Regions from separate parts of the Capsicum annuum genome. Here region 2 is linked to region 1. The links are chromatin contacts, called in public Hi-C maps. All regions are on one chromosome and are shown on one strand. Each heading gives the region's core, a stretch centred on a gene start, on an enhancer-like site or on the middle of the called end of the contact. The rest is flanking DNA. Distances are from core to core; before and after follow the strand shown. Region 1 holds the start of LOC107850867 (homeobox-leucine zipper protein ATHB-6). Region 2 overlaps LOC107851369 (pentatricopeptide repeat-containing protein At1g28690, mitochondrial).

Region 1 (7,548 bases), core at 1,542-4,041:
GTTGTTGCCATCATTTGGATGCTTGTTTTGTTCATTCATCAGTTTGTCATCATCTTCAGATTCCATTGCCTCTTCTTTTACAACAACAACAGCTCCTCTGCTTTCTCCATTCTCACCACCATACACCTTTGATTTCAGCTCACAAATCTAAAAGATGAAAGAATATCAGCACGGAACACTAAAAGATTCAAACTTTAAACAACAACAACAACGTATACAGTCTGATCCCACAAGTGAGGTAGACTGCTCCGGATAGAAAAGATTCAAACTTTAAACAACAACATATACAGAGTAATCTCACAAGTGGGGTCTGGAGAAGGAAGATGTACGCAAACCTTACACCTACCTAAAGAGATGAGAAGCTGTTTCTGATGGAAAAGATAACATCTTTAAACAGTGTATAAATGTCTTAGCACTTTTATGGTATGGCTTTTAGTTATATGCAGAAGTCTAAAGATTCTTTATGTAGATTTATCTGTACCAAGGGGTGGTTGTAGAGGATCAAATATCCATCTGAATCAAAATTTACTAAGCAAGGATTAATTGATTTTGAACTCAATAATCAAATAGTTACCATAGAATCTCGAACTCATGAAGTTCAAATTTTGAACCCTCTAATCTAGAGTCATATCATAGGTCACACTAATTGTGTAAATTAAAACTTTGGACCCTCATCTAATCTGTAGTCCTATCATAGATCACTTGACTACTAAGTTGCTCGGACTCTCCAAAAGTGTTGCCACACCCGTGTCGGATCCTTCAAAAATGTACTATTTTTAGAGGATCCGACACACCCGTCGACATTTTTAAAGAGTCCCAACATAGCTTGACTGTGTAAATATTTTCACTGACTTTACTGCATAGAACTTGAACTTACTGTACTACAACTAATAACATGTCTTCACTACAAAAAACAGCATATTCAGTGTACCCAAACCTTACCCCAACCTGGTAGGTAGAGAGGTGGTTTTCGACCCTTGACTCAAGTAAAACAATATGCCTTGGTACCTCTTTGATGAGAGCTTCATTGTCAAGTTTGAGAGATTCATAGTTATGTTTGAGGGAATCAAAATTAGCTTTAAGAACATTGTAATCTCTCTCAAGCTGCTTTGTTTTCCAACGTGCACGTCTGTTTTGGAACCAAACAGCAACTTGTCTAGGCTGCAAACCAAGTTCTTGAGCCAATTTGGCTTTCCTTTCAGGTTCAAGTTTGTTCTCAACTTCAAAATTCTTCTCCAAAGCTTTCACTTGTTCAACACTTAGTCTCCTTTTCTTCTCAGAAACATGACCAGATTCTTCTACACATCCTTCTTCATCTAAGCCTTCTAACATGGATTGGAAGTCCCTTGATGAGTACACATGGTTCTGGTCATCTAAAACATTAACATAAACAAGAATATAAGCAAACACAATGATGAAAATTTATCTTCAAATATCTGTCTGGCTACGAAATATGATAAAAAAAATTTCACCTTTTAGGACTTCCACTCACGAAATTTTCTATTTTTTTCGAGTAAAATGTGTGTCCAAACACTACTTCAAAGACTCATTTTTTCAAGTTAGTTTCTAACTTTGAAATCTATGGTCAAACACATAATTGCCTCGAGGAAAGCTAAAAATGGTATAAAAGGTGAAGCACGAAAACTTACTAAAACAAGAAAAGGACCACCATGTTCTAGATTCAATTAAAAAATTCAGTTTTCAATATTCTCCATTTAGTTTCTTTATAACTAAAACACTAGGGATTGGAGCATAGAAAAAGCTTAAAGACAACAAAACATAAAATGGGGTTGTTCTTTTTCTCTTTCAAAATTGATCTATACATAGGAAACAACAACAATATACCCCGTAAAGTTCCATTAAGTAAGGTCTATTGATGGTAAAATGTACACAAACCTTACTAAACAAAACATAAACACTCTTAAGAAAATACGTAATAAAAATACAAGAGACAGTAGATAGTAACTATAGACCCGGCTCACAACAAACACAGTCCAAAAAAGACGTAATGAAAATAAGAAACACATTAGTAGACAGTAACCAAGACAACAGATAGTAGTGGAACGGTAAGCAAACCAACTATAACAAAAAAACGCTATATTTTCACTTAGAAAAATTTAACAAGTACCTGTAGTACTTGGACACATGGACATCAAAGCACCCAATGAATCAGAACTACCAAGTCTTTTCATAATTGTATGTATGATGATGATCCAAACTGTGTAACGCAAAGGTCAATATTTGTTCACTTGTTGATTTTCTTAAGCTTATTATTTACACAGAAACTGAGAAACAGAGCTGCAAAAGGAGATTAATTTTGTATTTTTTGGTTCTTTTATTTTTTTTTTCACTTCACTTCACTTATAACAAGAAGACAAGAAGGGAACAACTTCTTTCACTACTAAAACCAACCAAAATGGCAAAGTTTTTAGTGAAACTATTGATATTGTGTAACCCCTTTTCTTCTCTAGTAACCAAAGTTTCATTTTTCTCCTTTTTATATACTTCTTCCACCTCACAACAACCCATCAAGAATTAGAAGAAGAAAATCAAGAAACTAAAAAAAGGATTAAATTTGAAAACAGAAATAGTGGCTAAGTTTTAAATACTACTTTTTTTTAACCTATTTTTTACATCATTAACTTAAAAATCATATCTTGAAACACCCCACTAAATTTTTTTGGAAGAAAATGAATGTAGAAAGGATTTTTTTTTTTTTTTTTTTTTGAGAGAGGAGAATGAAGAAAAATTGAGATGAGAAAAAACCAGCTGGCCCTTGGTGTAACACTTTCTGTGAGTTTAAATAAAACCAAAGTTGAGTCAGATGTAGGGTTAAAATCTGACTGGGGTTAGGTGCTCTTGCAAAAGATTTTGGGGGGCGGGTGGGGGGCGGGGGGGAAGGGAAGTGAAATGAAATCCAAATTCAAGCTGAATGCAAATTGCTTTCTGGTGTACTGGTCACTGGCTATTCCTGTAATAGGGAGATATTCTTTTGGATTTAGCTTTATATTATATAAAATAAAAATATTATATTGTGTTATTACTAGTTGAGAATTTATCAAGAACGATCTAATCTATAGAATGTAGAAATAAGATTTATGTATATTTATTTTGCTTTAAACTTTACTTATGGGGTCATATCAGAGTATGTTATTGATGCTGTTGTATGTTCTGATATTCCTTTTATCCTAATTAATATGACGTTTTTCTTCTTAGTTAATCTAAAAGAGAATGATATTTTTTTATAGTTAATTTTATTCGTTAAAATATCTTCACATAAAATGAAATGAAGAAGAAGTAAAGCTATCTTAAGTTTTAAGCTCTAATTAAGTAAATCTAGTTGTTTTATTTAAATTTTGCAGACTCTTATTCCTTCGGTCTAAAAGAACATGACATATTTCTATTTTAATAATAATTTAATTTTAAAAATTTTAATTTACCATTAAAGAGATGATTTCTAGCAACAGAAATACATTAAAACTTATTTTAAATCATAAATATCAATAATCTGACTTTCATTCTTGATTTTATACTGATGTAATAATCACTTAAATTCCATTCACAAATAATTAGTTAAATCCACTTCTACGACTTTATTCTTAATTAAATTTCTTGAGTTTGAATTGCAAAGAAACCTTTGTTGGTTAGTAATTTTTTTATATATATACTCAATAGAAAAAATTCAAAAAAAAATATTTATTTTAATTCGTCTAAAAAGAATGTCATCTTGTTATAGTTAAAAATATTTTTTTAAAAAATTATTCTTAATAAAATAATTTATAAATCACACAAATATCTTAAAATTATTCTAGGCCATAAATTTTAAAAGCTTTTCTCTTTTTAAAAATAATAAGCCAACTCAAATGGTGCTAGATAATTGAAATAGATAATGTAATTTTTACATTTAAAATAAAATGTTGGATAAAAATATAAAAATAAAAAGTGAATATTATGTCAGGATAAGCTATATATATAGTGGTGATAAGCAGAAGAAGGAAATGGAAACGGCTCGGCTCGAGCTGAGCTGGCTAAAGAATTTGACACGTCAGCCTATCCCCATTAATTGAAATAATAATTTCTTATGGTAAATACTAAATACTTACCTAAATTAAATATTTATACTAAAATAAGTTAAATTTATTGTAATTATATGATTTATTGAGGTAAAATTGCTACTTTGAGTTGCTTCGGGGCTTTCGGAAACAACTTTTTTACCTTGAAGAGGCAGTAAAGGTCTGCTTACACTGTATCCTATCTAAATCTTACTTTGTTGGAATTCACCAGGCATGAGTCGTGGGTGTTCAGAAGATTCGAACACATATATCCATATTCAAAGCTTTAAGGTTTCGTCTGTAAATCAAAGTACTTAGCTAGGGTGCTTTTCTCCATCCTATATCAGTTTTTATACATATCTTACATAATTATACTTAATTTACATCAGATTTAATGAGTGTCGGATCACCTCAAATTAACATCACTAGATCCACCCCTGATGTTGTTGTTTGCTATTGTTTATTGAGGTGAAAGTGTATGTTAATTATCCATAGTTAAGTGTTGCGGGGTTGTTCAATATACGGGATAAGAATTATAATCTTGAAATAACTTTATTTCATGTTGAGGATAAAGTAATCTCACATGATATTCCTGTCCATGAGATATCCTCGTTTATCATGTTCTGTGCACCAAACGACCTCTATTGGAGTCTGTTGGTGCATTTTATTATTAAAATAAAAATATGAGAAAAGACATCTGTTTCCCCCTGAACTTGTTCTCCAAATTTACTTTAGCACTTAAACTTAACTTCTGTTTATTTACCTCCCTTAACATTTTTAAAGTGTATTTGTTTGACCCCTAACGCTGACGTGATATTTTTTTTAAAAAAAGGAGCGCGCTTATTTATTAAAAAAAAATAATTTCAGTAATCTTATATTTAAAATATAATTAAAAAAATTAAAAAAATTAAAATAAAATTAAAATAAAAAATGGACACTTTTTTCTCCTTTTTTTTTTTTTTTCCAAATCATCATCAACAACAACACTCAAACCTTCATTAATAACCTCAATTTTTTTTTCACTTTCCTCCATTAACACTACCACCCAAGAACAACTCTTTTCTTTAATTTTTTTCACTTTCCTCCACTAACACTACCCAAGAACAAACATGAAAACACTATAAAATAATTTTCTCTGTCGAACACCATCTCAACCTTCAATCCAACTCCCCCAAAATTTAGAAAAAAATTAAATTAAATTGATGATTTTATTTTTGAATCACTTATCATCAATGAGATTTCTTTTGATTTTTACTTTTGAATTTATTTATTAATAAGACAATTTGAAAAAATTAATTTTAACTTGATGAAAGTATTTTTGTGTTTGAATAAGAAAGAAGAGGGTGGGGATAGGGGGCTCGAAGGGAGAAAGAACTGGGGGTGGGGGTGGGGTAGGGGGGGCTAAAAGGGGAGAAAGAATGACGGGTGGGGGGAGGAGCTGGAAGGGGAGAAAGAACGGGGGGTAGCTGGGGGGTGGAGGACCGGAAGGGAAGAAGAGCGGGGGCGGGGGGGGGATTTTTTATTTAATATATATATATATATATATATATATATTAAAATAGTAAATATATATATTTTGCTTTTTAAAATAAAAATACATAAAAATAGTATGTGTGGGAGATTTTTTTTTAAATCCTAATTTTTTCTTACGTGGCAATGACTTGGCAATGACGTGGAACTGATTTGGCATTGACATAGCGCGTGTGTAATCCACTCTCCGTTGTGAGAGTGAAATTTAATTTTGAGGGGTGAAACAAATATACTTTAAAGATGTTAAGGGGGGTAAATAAATAAAAGTTAAGTTTAAGTGCTAATTGGAGGACAAGTTCACGGGGAAAAAAAGGATGTCTTTTCTCTAAAAATATTGAAGTAGATGATAATTGATGGACATAAGCGAAGAAAGTGGTGTCATTATATTTTGACAACTCTTGTAACTTTTAGTACTTTATTTGTCCATTATTCACCACATTATCATTTGATGTTAGTGGGTATAAATTGTGATAAAAGATGACCATTAGTTCTTGTAAAGAAAAAAATTCTAAGTCTATAACTATTTTCACTGCACAAAAGAGAGTTTTAATATGTTGAATGAAAGTGTTTTTGTGGTGGAACTTTAGACTCTTCAACTAACCCGGAGTTGCTCGAGTTGTACATCGTTTATAGACTGTTGTATCCTGAAGGGAATAAGTCAAGAGATATACTGCTGGATCGGTGTAGATTCTACCGTAGTGAGCTTGAATCTCCTCAAAGAAAGTGAGATATTCGAGCTTCAGCCAAGAAGATTTTTTATATTTTCAACTATAATTTAATTATTATGATATATTACACCAACAGAGTCTATATCCACGCTCATCTAAATTCATAATTATGGATATAGAGTATAAATAGTAAATTTGTAATTACAATTTTAATAATATTAAAATGAGTTTAGCATTAAGAATTTTAAAAGTATCCATAAAATCTCCTAGACTCACCGTTTGTATATGCTAACATGTGTCATGTGCAATCATTGGTAATTTTCTTTTTTTAACCTTTCCGTTATCCTAGTTTAAAACACAATTTATTTCAAGTTAGATTAATCTTTTTTATTTTAATATAAGTAATCATAAGATTATTTATACAAAACGTTTTGATATATCGAAATTATAGGAGTTTTGAATCGTAATTTTTTTACTTATCGAATTGGAGTACACTATTTATATATATATTAAAGAATTTATTTTAACATAAATACAGAATTGAGTCAAAGCTACTATCGTCTGTCCTGTAGCCAGGTACTTTGTTTACGCCACCATACTTCATCAAAGCTTTTTCATATTTAAAATTCAAAACTCCAAACTTTTAATTAAGGTAGAAGAATTCTATCTATCTTGCAATATATATATAGGTAACATATAGAGTAATGATATATTCTTATCTTCTCATGTGATTTGTGGTCCAATCCACAAACATTTTCAAGAGTTTATGACCAATCTCTTCTTGCCCTCATATGTGAAAAATAGAAAGAGAAGAATATAATTTGTCTGCTTATCATCATATCTATATCTATAAGCAAGCTGATTTAACCTTCTTGTAATTATAACATGGTTGAAAAATCTAAAAGGAAAAAAAAAAAACACAATCTAATTTGGTTGCACTAACAACCATAATGATGTGAAAAATGATTATTATCCAATTAAACTAAATGCTTGCCAAGCATTTTGACACTAGAAAATAAGTTACTTATTCCGTGTTAAATTATCTATCGTAGCTATTTTTAAAATTATAAATATCTCAATAGTTTAAAATTATAAATATCTCAATAAATATAAGTATTTAATAAAAAGTAAATTATGTTTAAGATCAAATGAGAGTAAAGTAGTTAGATACATCTCCTAGTTAGGGTTATTTTCACTTTTATCCCCTTTTTGTGCTATTTTTAAATGTGCCATTCGTACCAAATACCATAATTTATATTTTTATATTATAATATTTCACATGACTTTAATTTCTAAAA
Region 2 (7,548 bases), core at 2,156-4,655, 69 kb before region 1:
GGATTAAATTGATACGAAGAGCATTGGTACATCAACTCATTCAGTGGTTATTCAAGCTTCTTTTCTGGTCAACCTTATAATCTGGGCCATTAAATTAAAGACTAAATAGATATACACTTCCACCGTTCCACGAGTTAAAAAATACTTTTTCATTCTCTTTGTACATTTTATATTACAAATTTATAGTGATATCCCTTCTAAGTGGCCGTTGAAAGGAGGGAATTAGTAATTGTGACACTAAGTTTGTGATATTTCAAAAAAAAAATAAAAAAATTCAGCCTTTTTCCTTGGCTAATACTTGATGAATTCATTCTTTGAGCTTTTTCAAGAGATTCGCTTGACCTTTCAAGAGCTGTTTACTTTTGATTAAAAAAAGAAATACTATTAAATATCAAGATACGTTAGCGTGATATAAAGGTGTTAGGTGGTGAAGATATGGTCTCAACTCTCAAGTTCTGCTTTATACACAAGTAGATATGTCAGTTGTTAACACATCTAAGAATATCGGATTCCACTGCTATTATGTGGGTGCAATTGCATTTTTACACTGGAATTGCTTGATTAAGTTGTTATGTAGTCCTGTGTGATCTTACAGTGAACATTGTAACTGGAGCTGTTGTCCACTAGAATTTTCACTCTCCCCAAGCCACCCTCAAGAATGGGAGGCACTGATGCAAATGTTGGCCCGACACTCAGTTCAAACTGTGTGTTTGGTTTTACTTACAGTTTTTTATTTGACCATTAAATATCAGGAAAACAACAATCATGACTAATAAGAGTATAAAGGTGCTAAGTGGCAAGTGTCTGAATCTCAAATTTCTTCTTTATAGGTAGAAATAATGTGAGATTGAAGGGTGCTCATGTATCAATCTACATCGAAGTCCAAAGCTATTGTGCGGATGAAGCTTTTACTGTTGCATTTAAGCATGAATTGTTTGATTAAGTTGATATTGGTCCCGTAATAGTTTTATGACTGAATGTTATACTAGGAGCAGTTCGCTCGTAGAGTATAGTCAGCTCCCACTAGCCACGTTGAGGAATGGTGGGACACCGGCAAAAAGCCATCTTGCACGTACCGAAAAGAAAAAAGAATTAGTCAAGAGGATCAGTGTGCTTTCCTCTGGAGAAAGGACAATCTTAAGTGGTCATCCATGCCTTTATCTTTTGTTTATTCTGTTCTTATGATGAAATTGCTTTCCTTTACCTTGATTGACAGAGAAAGGACAGGGACCATTCACCATAACCGCTCCTTGACAAGGACAATCCCTTTGGTAATCTTATTACTTATAAAGCCGATATTAAAATGCTGATTCTCCAACAACTGCTGGTGGGAACCATCTTGGGTGGACGTGTGAGTTTTGATCCCGAGCACTTCTGCTCATGTTTAATAAAACTGGCTTTTGATACTGTGTAAAGGATATGCCGAGTTAAGGTTGCTTTTCTCTTTTTACTACACATGAGACTTCGATTTTTATGTTTTGCTTTAGCTACATATTGATTCCTAGAGATTAAAGTGTATGAATATAAATTCTCTGTTCTATTTAATTTGACTGAACCTCTATTTATTTTCTCAACATTGATTTGTTTCGCCGCTGCTGTTAAATTCAGTTACAGTATTTTGGCCTTTCAAAGTTTGTGCTAAAATTGTGTTAGAGACAAGGAAACTTTTGTTGGTGGATGGCACCATTAACAAACTGATCATTTTTTTTTTGCTTTCTCCTAGTATGTTATTGGGGTTGTAATTTGTTTACAGTGTCAGTGTGAAACGTTATCAAAGAATCGGGTAAAAGACCTATTGCGGTTACTATTGTTAGAGAGAAACTGAGACATTTTGACCCGAACGCTCCAGCCACAAATAAAAAAAAGGGTGTTGAATCCATTTTGTAACGCCATTCTCAGCCGCAAATCTAACAAAGCACATGCAAGTGGCAGCTACATGGTGACTGAGATTTTTCTTTTCATTTTCCGCTCGTGTTTTTGGTAGTTAGAAGTCTGATTTTAAACTTTCGAGAACTTGATGCAGGTAGTCAATATCACTTAACATCCGAGCTACAAGTATCTTGCATGGATTGATCCTCTTCACAAGTTCTGATATACATGGAACAATTATATAAATGAGGTAGCTGGGAAGTCCTATCAAGAAAATACATCAATCTCTATTCGACAGCCCCACCGGTCACCGGGCCTCGCATATCTTCTCTAGCAATGGAGCTTTCATCTTCAATCCCAGTTAACTAGTCATGACGCCATCTGTTTCACGGAGAAAATTTCTCATTAAGGTAACCATCCCCACACCTATGATGTTAACCTCAGCCTTGAAAAATATGAATATGTGCTGGTCCCTTTTCTCCTTATTATAGTCCATAATAAGGACTACTATATCCAACCCCAGAAAGCAATCGGTATATGTAAAGTACCTTTTAAAGCCCCTATTTATTGTTGATAGGAGTAGGACCATTCTCATTTATGCCTAGGAGAGAGGGTTATTCAATTAGCACCTTATAAAATTTGCAAGTTGTCATTGAATTGATGAATATACAGGAATTGGCTCTTCATTCTTCTTTTTTGTGTATAGACCACGAGTCTACATCAATCTAAGTTCGTTCTTTTTCGGATACCTTATGTCTGGAGTGAGAATGAGCAAAAGTCTTTTCTAGTCCCTTTAGAGTAAGTTAATATTAAGACTAATTGGGTCCATCAAAGTTGACAGATTAATTGTTATGTTTTGTTTTGTCAACTTTTAGCCAAATTATAACAAAGATTGATGTCTTTTGGTTAAGTCTTCTATACTTGAATACATTTGCATCACCAACCTACTAATGTCTTTACTATTTTCCATCAAGTCCCTTGAAGCTCATGAAATCCATAAACTAGTTGTAAGATTATCTTGTAGCTATATAAGCTTTTCTCTTATCCAAACAACGTAAAGATAACAAGCAGTAAGGACTATGGGGGTTGTGATCACTGGTATCCTAAATGAGCTGGTACGTTTATAGACAGGTGAGTGATTATAACGCTGTAAGCAGACTTAACTGTTGGCCTTTTTAGGAAAGCTCATACGTTTTGGACCTGTGCTTAGCGATCATGTGGCAGTGGCCTTTGGCCTAAACATCACATATATTGTTGAACACTTCTCTAAAATACATGAATTGGTTAAGTTTTGTATCCTTAGCTACTAAAGGAGTTATGGATGTAATTGACATTGACGTAAAATCTTGGATCTGCCTGTGCATGTAATTAGGGAAAATAATAGTCGATCTCATTGAGAACGCTTATTTGCTTAGAACCATGCGAGTAATCACAGAGAACTGGTTAGTTAGTAGCATTTACAAAATCTTATGTGTTTTTAGAACAGTGCAAGTGCAAGCGACCAGTGGCGGAGCCAAGATTCAGCGGGGTACAGAACACGGTAAATTCTTGGTCTTGAATATCTAAACCGGTCATTTACGGCTCAAACAGACGGATAAGAAAGAGAGTGAAAACTGAAGGTAGATATATCAAGATTGGAATGTTTGTGATTCCAACAACAACCAAAGAATATCTTCTAGGAACAAAACCAGACAAGTTCAGTTTTTGAGTGATGAGATGGAGTTCAAATGGTCCAAGGAAAGTGGCCATATGAGAATGGGGATTTCAACTTTTAACCATAAGTGTTTGTGTGTTGTAGGTGGATAGGTCAATGGTGGTATCTATTGTCAGTTTAGTCATTAAAGCACTTAATTAGCTTCCTCTTCTGTAGACCCTTTATGGTTTCTGAAAATGAAATGTAACTAAAAATTTAGAGACATTTATACAGGGAAACTGTTGTGCTAAGACTTGGTTTTCTGAAACCATAAGTTACTTTTTTTTTTATGTGAGCGAAAAGAGTCGAAAAACGCACGTAAAGTATCCAGGTTTTTCGAGTTTCATATATGAACTATCAGGTGTGTCTGAGTTTCCTACTTGGACCCTCTGAACTGAACGATGCTAATATATCAGGTATGAAACTCGGAAAATCGAGATACTTTAGGTGTGCTTTTTGATTGTTCAGTCTAAAAATTAATACAAATATGTTGTTGTTGTGAAGGTTCCATTTAAAATTGTCTTAGTAGGTGAAGAATAAGCAGATTATAAATGGTTAAGTAGGACTAGCCAGGGGCGGAAGGGTTCATCTGCAATCTCATTCATCGAAAAATTATATATATAATCGTAAATGTTGAATTCCCTTGGCTTCTTCGTGTGTGTAATTCTTAATATTTTAAATTCCCCTTAGTAATAATCTTGGCTCTACCAAAGGGGATAAAATAATAATTCTTCATCGTTTAGCAGATTTTTTTTATAACCGTGGTGTCCGGACCAGCTTGCATGCACCTCGACTAATGACTAATTTCACCTGATACCTGTCACCTCCCACCAGCAACAGGTGCCAATTACCTCTGTCCACCAAGGCTAGAACAGATGTTAAGTTATATGCAAGCAGTATTTTAATATATGTTATTGCAAGTTACTTAGCTTTATCTTTCAAGTTGCTAATTTCACTTTTTATTGAAGATCACCCTTAGTTATCTTCCAAGTTTACTGAAAACAACAACAACGATATATTCCGTGTAATTTCATCAGAGGAATTTAAAAAGGGTGGTGTGTACGTAGATCTTGCCCCTACCTTGTGCAGGTGGAGAGACCGTATCCGGTAGACATCTTCCATGTGTTAATATATATAGCCCATTGAAATCTAGTTATTATCACAAGGAAGTTAAAAGTAGTAAGTATGAGTTATGATAGTTTCCACAAAAACGTTATGATAGTTTCAACATTAAAAACTCAAATTTTCAAATTTCAACATCAAATCTATAACAATGTGCCTAAATGAGAAGCAGCACGTATGCACCTGGATTTCAATCTGTTTGATTCATGATTGGCATTTGCAAATTGTATCTCGTGGGTTCAACTTACGTTTTTCATTCTTCACCCGATTCTTAGTAATTTTTTCAAAGTAAGCTTAATTGGCTACCTTCGTTTGGTGTGAGGTATAAGGGATAAATAATCTCGGGATAACCATGTTTGGTTGAAGGGATTAATCAATACTGGGATAACTTATCTCACCATTTACACGGGATAACTTATCCCATATACATGATGGGATAAGTTGTCCTGGGTAATCCCGGGATAACTAATCCCTGAGATAAATATTTTCCAATCAAACAACCCCTTATATGCTAAATAAACCTTTTTATCTTTCCCTTGGCGTCTTTATTATGTACAACAACAACAACAAACCCAGTGTATTCCCACCTAGTGGGGTCTGGGGGGGTAAGATGTACGCAGTTCATACCTCTACCTCTGAAGAAGTAGAAAGACTGTTTCCGATAGACCCCCGGCTCAAGGCACGGCATCTTTATTATGTAAATATATTAAATTTCCAGATCATTACAAGTATGAACAAAGTGACTTTTGTTCTAATGACATAGCATAGTAAAATATAAAGATGATGTTATTACTGTATAGTACTCCATCCATTTCATAATAAATGAATGGTTAGATTTTGATACACAGATTAAGAAAAAAACATTAAAGACATAAATTTAACATAACTTTTCATTTACCCCAAAAAAAAAAGTTAATTGATTGTCAAAGCGTAAAGGTAAATTTGAAAAAAAATTCAATAATTTACTTATTTTAAAACACCAATAAATACTTCGATAATTCATTTATTTCGAAACGGAAGGAGCATGTGCAAATAGGATATCATATACGCAAGAGTGGCTATCAGCTCAAAAGAGCGGCTTGTTTTGCTAGCCAGCTTGAATATAAGTCCGTAAATTACCCTCAATTTTCTTTTTCCATTTTATTTATTGAAGAGGGTGTGAGCAGGGGTGGGTAGGGGTGGGGGTTAGATTAATTTATTGGGATCTGAGCCCCTATTAAAAGACAAGATGTGTGTGGGTCCCAGTCTATTGTGGGTAAAGAGTCAAAAATGGCTGACGACTCTACAGAACTTAGGTAGGGACCCACCTATTCATCACATTCAAAAAGTAGACAGAGAGAGAGAAAGTAAAAGAGAGAGAAATGTTTATTCTCCAACATGATAAGTGGGTCCCACTTTATTTTATTTTATACTCCATTCCGTCCCAAATTGAGATAAATTAAGTAGAAGATGACAAAAGAAAAAATTTAAATTAAAAATAATGACAATTTTGATTTAAGGGCAAAATTTTATTTAAATTATGATTAAGTTAATTGAGGTATAAAGTATAATTTTTAAAAACTTTTTAATTTTTTAAAAAATCCTCCAACTCCAAATTTTAAATTTTAAAGTCTTCTCCTTTTCTTATCTTTCAAATCTTTGTTCTCTTTTTCTTTCTCCTCATTTTTTTCTTCTTATTTTTTTCTTTCTACCTTTTGCTCTTCTTCCATCTCTCTTTTTCTTTTTTTTTTTTCTCTTTTCATTTTGTACTTCCTTTTTTTATTTTGCATGAACTATTTTAAAAATATATATATTGAAAAGTTTGAAAGAAAATAAATGAAGAAATAATTTAATAAATTCAGTAATTATGAGAGCTGATTTAGCAACTACGATAATTATTACAACTACTATTAATTATTATGTTACAATAATTATCGAAATTGTTATAGCAATTATCGAAGTTGCTACAACAACTATCAAAGTTGTTACAACAATTATCGAAGTTGCTCCAGCAACTATCAAAGTTGCTGCCAGCAACTATCAAAGTTGCTGCCAGCAACTTCGATACTTACTTCATTCATGAAAAAAGATCTGGTTGGAGGAGCCCACAAAAAGGTGATTTTTATGATAAAAATGGAGATGGTGATGCTGGTGGTGACACCAAAGAGGAGGTGGCGGCGGCGGGTAGCAACAAAAAGGGTGTGAAGGAGGAGTGGTGATGATGGTTTACGGATCTTTGTGTAAATATGGGGTAGGAATCTTTGTGTAAATAATAAAACTTAAGGATTTTAAAATTAGTGTCATTAACACTAATCTTAAAATTGTCACCTTTATTCAATATTTAAGACTTGTGTCACTCTTTTTTAGTTTTGAAACTATTTGGTCACCCTTAATTAATTTGCCCAATGAAACATTGATTAAGAAAAATAATTAATAACATGCCTAATTTACCACAGTACCCATATTAAATGATGTTTACATTTTAATTTGAAGAAAAAATAATTAATGCAAAGGTAAAACATGAAAAAAAAAATCTTGTCTCTTCTTAATTAATGAAAAAAAACAAATAAAATGAGAAATCAAATTAAAAAATTTTGAATGGGTAATTTGGGACGAAGGGAGTAAAAATTAAGTAGACGTTTCTCCATAAAAATCACAATAATATTTGGGAGTTGCAATTGAAGTTGAAGTTGGAATTTTGTTTAACCGTGAATATGAATTGGAGTTGTTTTTCAATTTTTACCAGAGAAGTAAGAGTGAAAAATGTAAAATTTCAAATTCAAATTCAACTTATATTTGAATTCTTATGACTAAATATCATTTTTCGAATAGAGTGAAAAAATATTCTGGAAAAAAGTAGTAAAATTTTTTATGGCCAAATGGGG

Evidence for each region. Hi-C and Micro-C count contacts between places; a contact is called where the count stands out from the background.
Region 2: a Hi-C map of leaf shows a contact between it and region 1, with 2.9 times the contacts expected there. The contact joins the enhancer-like site here to the promoter of LOC107850867 in region 1. A contact is called at or near these places in 2 of 5 Hi-C or Micro-C datasets (both in leaf).

What each region holds. Positions count from the first base shown.
Region 1 is chr12:6,355,576-6,363,123 of UCD10Xv1.1, reverse strand. LOC107850867 (homeobox-leucine zipper protein ATHB-6) reads right to left here and starts at 2,791. Exons shown (of 3, transcript XM_016695663.2): 1 at 2,129-2,791; 2 at 1,009-1,373; 3 at 1-147. The coding sequence starts at 2,192.
Region 2 is chr12:6,425,683-6,433,230 of UCD10Xv1.1, reverse strand. LOC107851369 (pentatricopeptide repeat-containing protein At1g28690, mitochondrial) reads left to right here. Exons shown (of 5, transcript XM_047400652.1): 3 at 1-1,939; 4 at 2,024-2,279; 5 at 3,351-3,813. Among protein-coding and RNA genes, the nearest start is that of LOC107851369, 8.5 kb to the left of the region's middle. Within about 2 kb of position 3,405, at least 3 of the 5 cell types and tissues checked have an H3K27ac peak or open chromatin away from gene starts, as enhancers often do. A contact at or near this core is called in leaf, where this site is marked.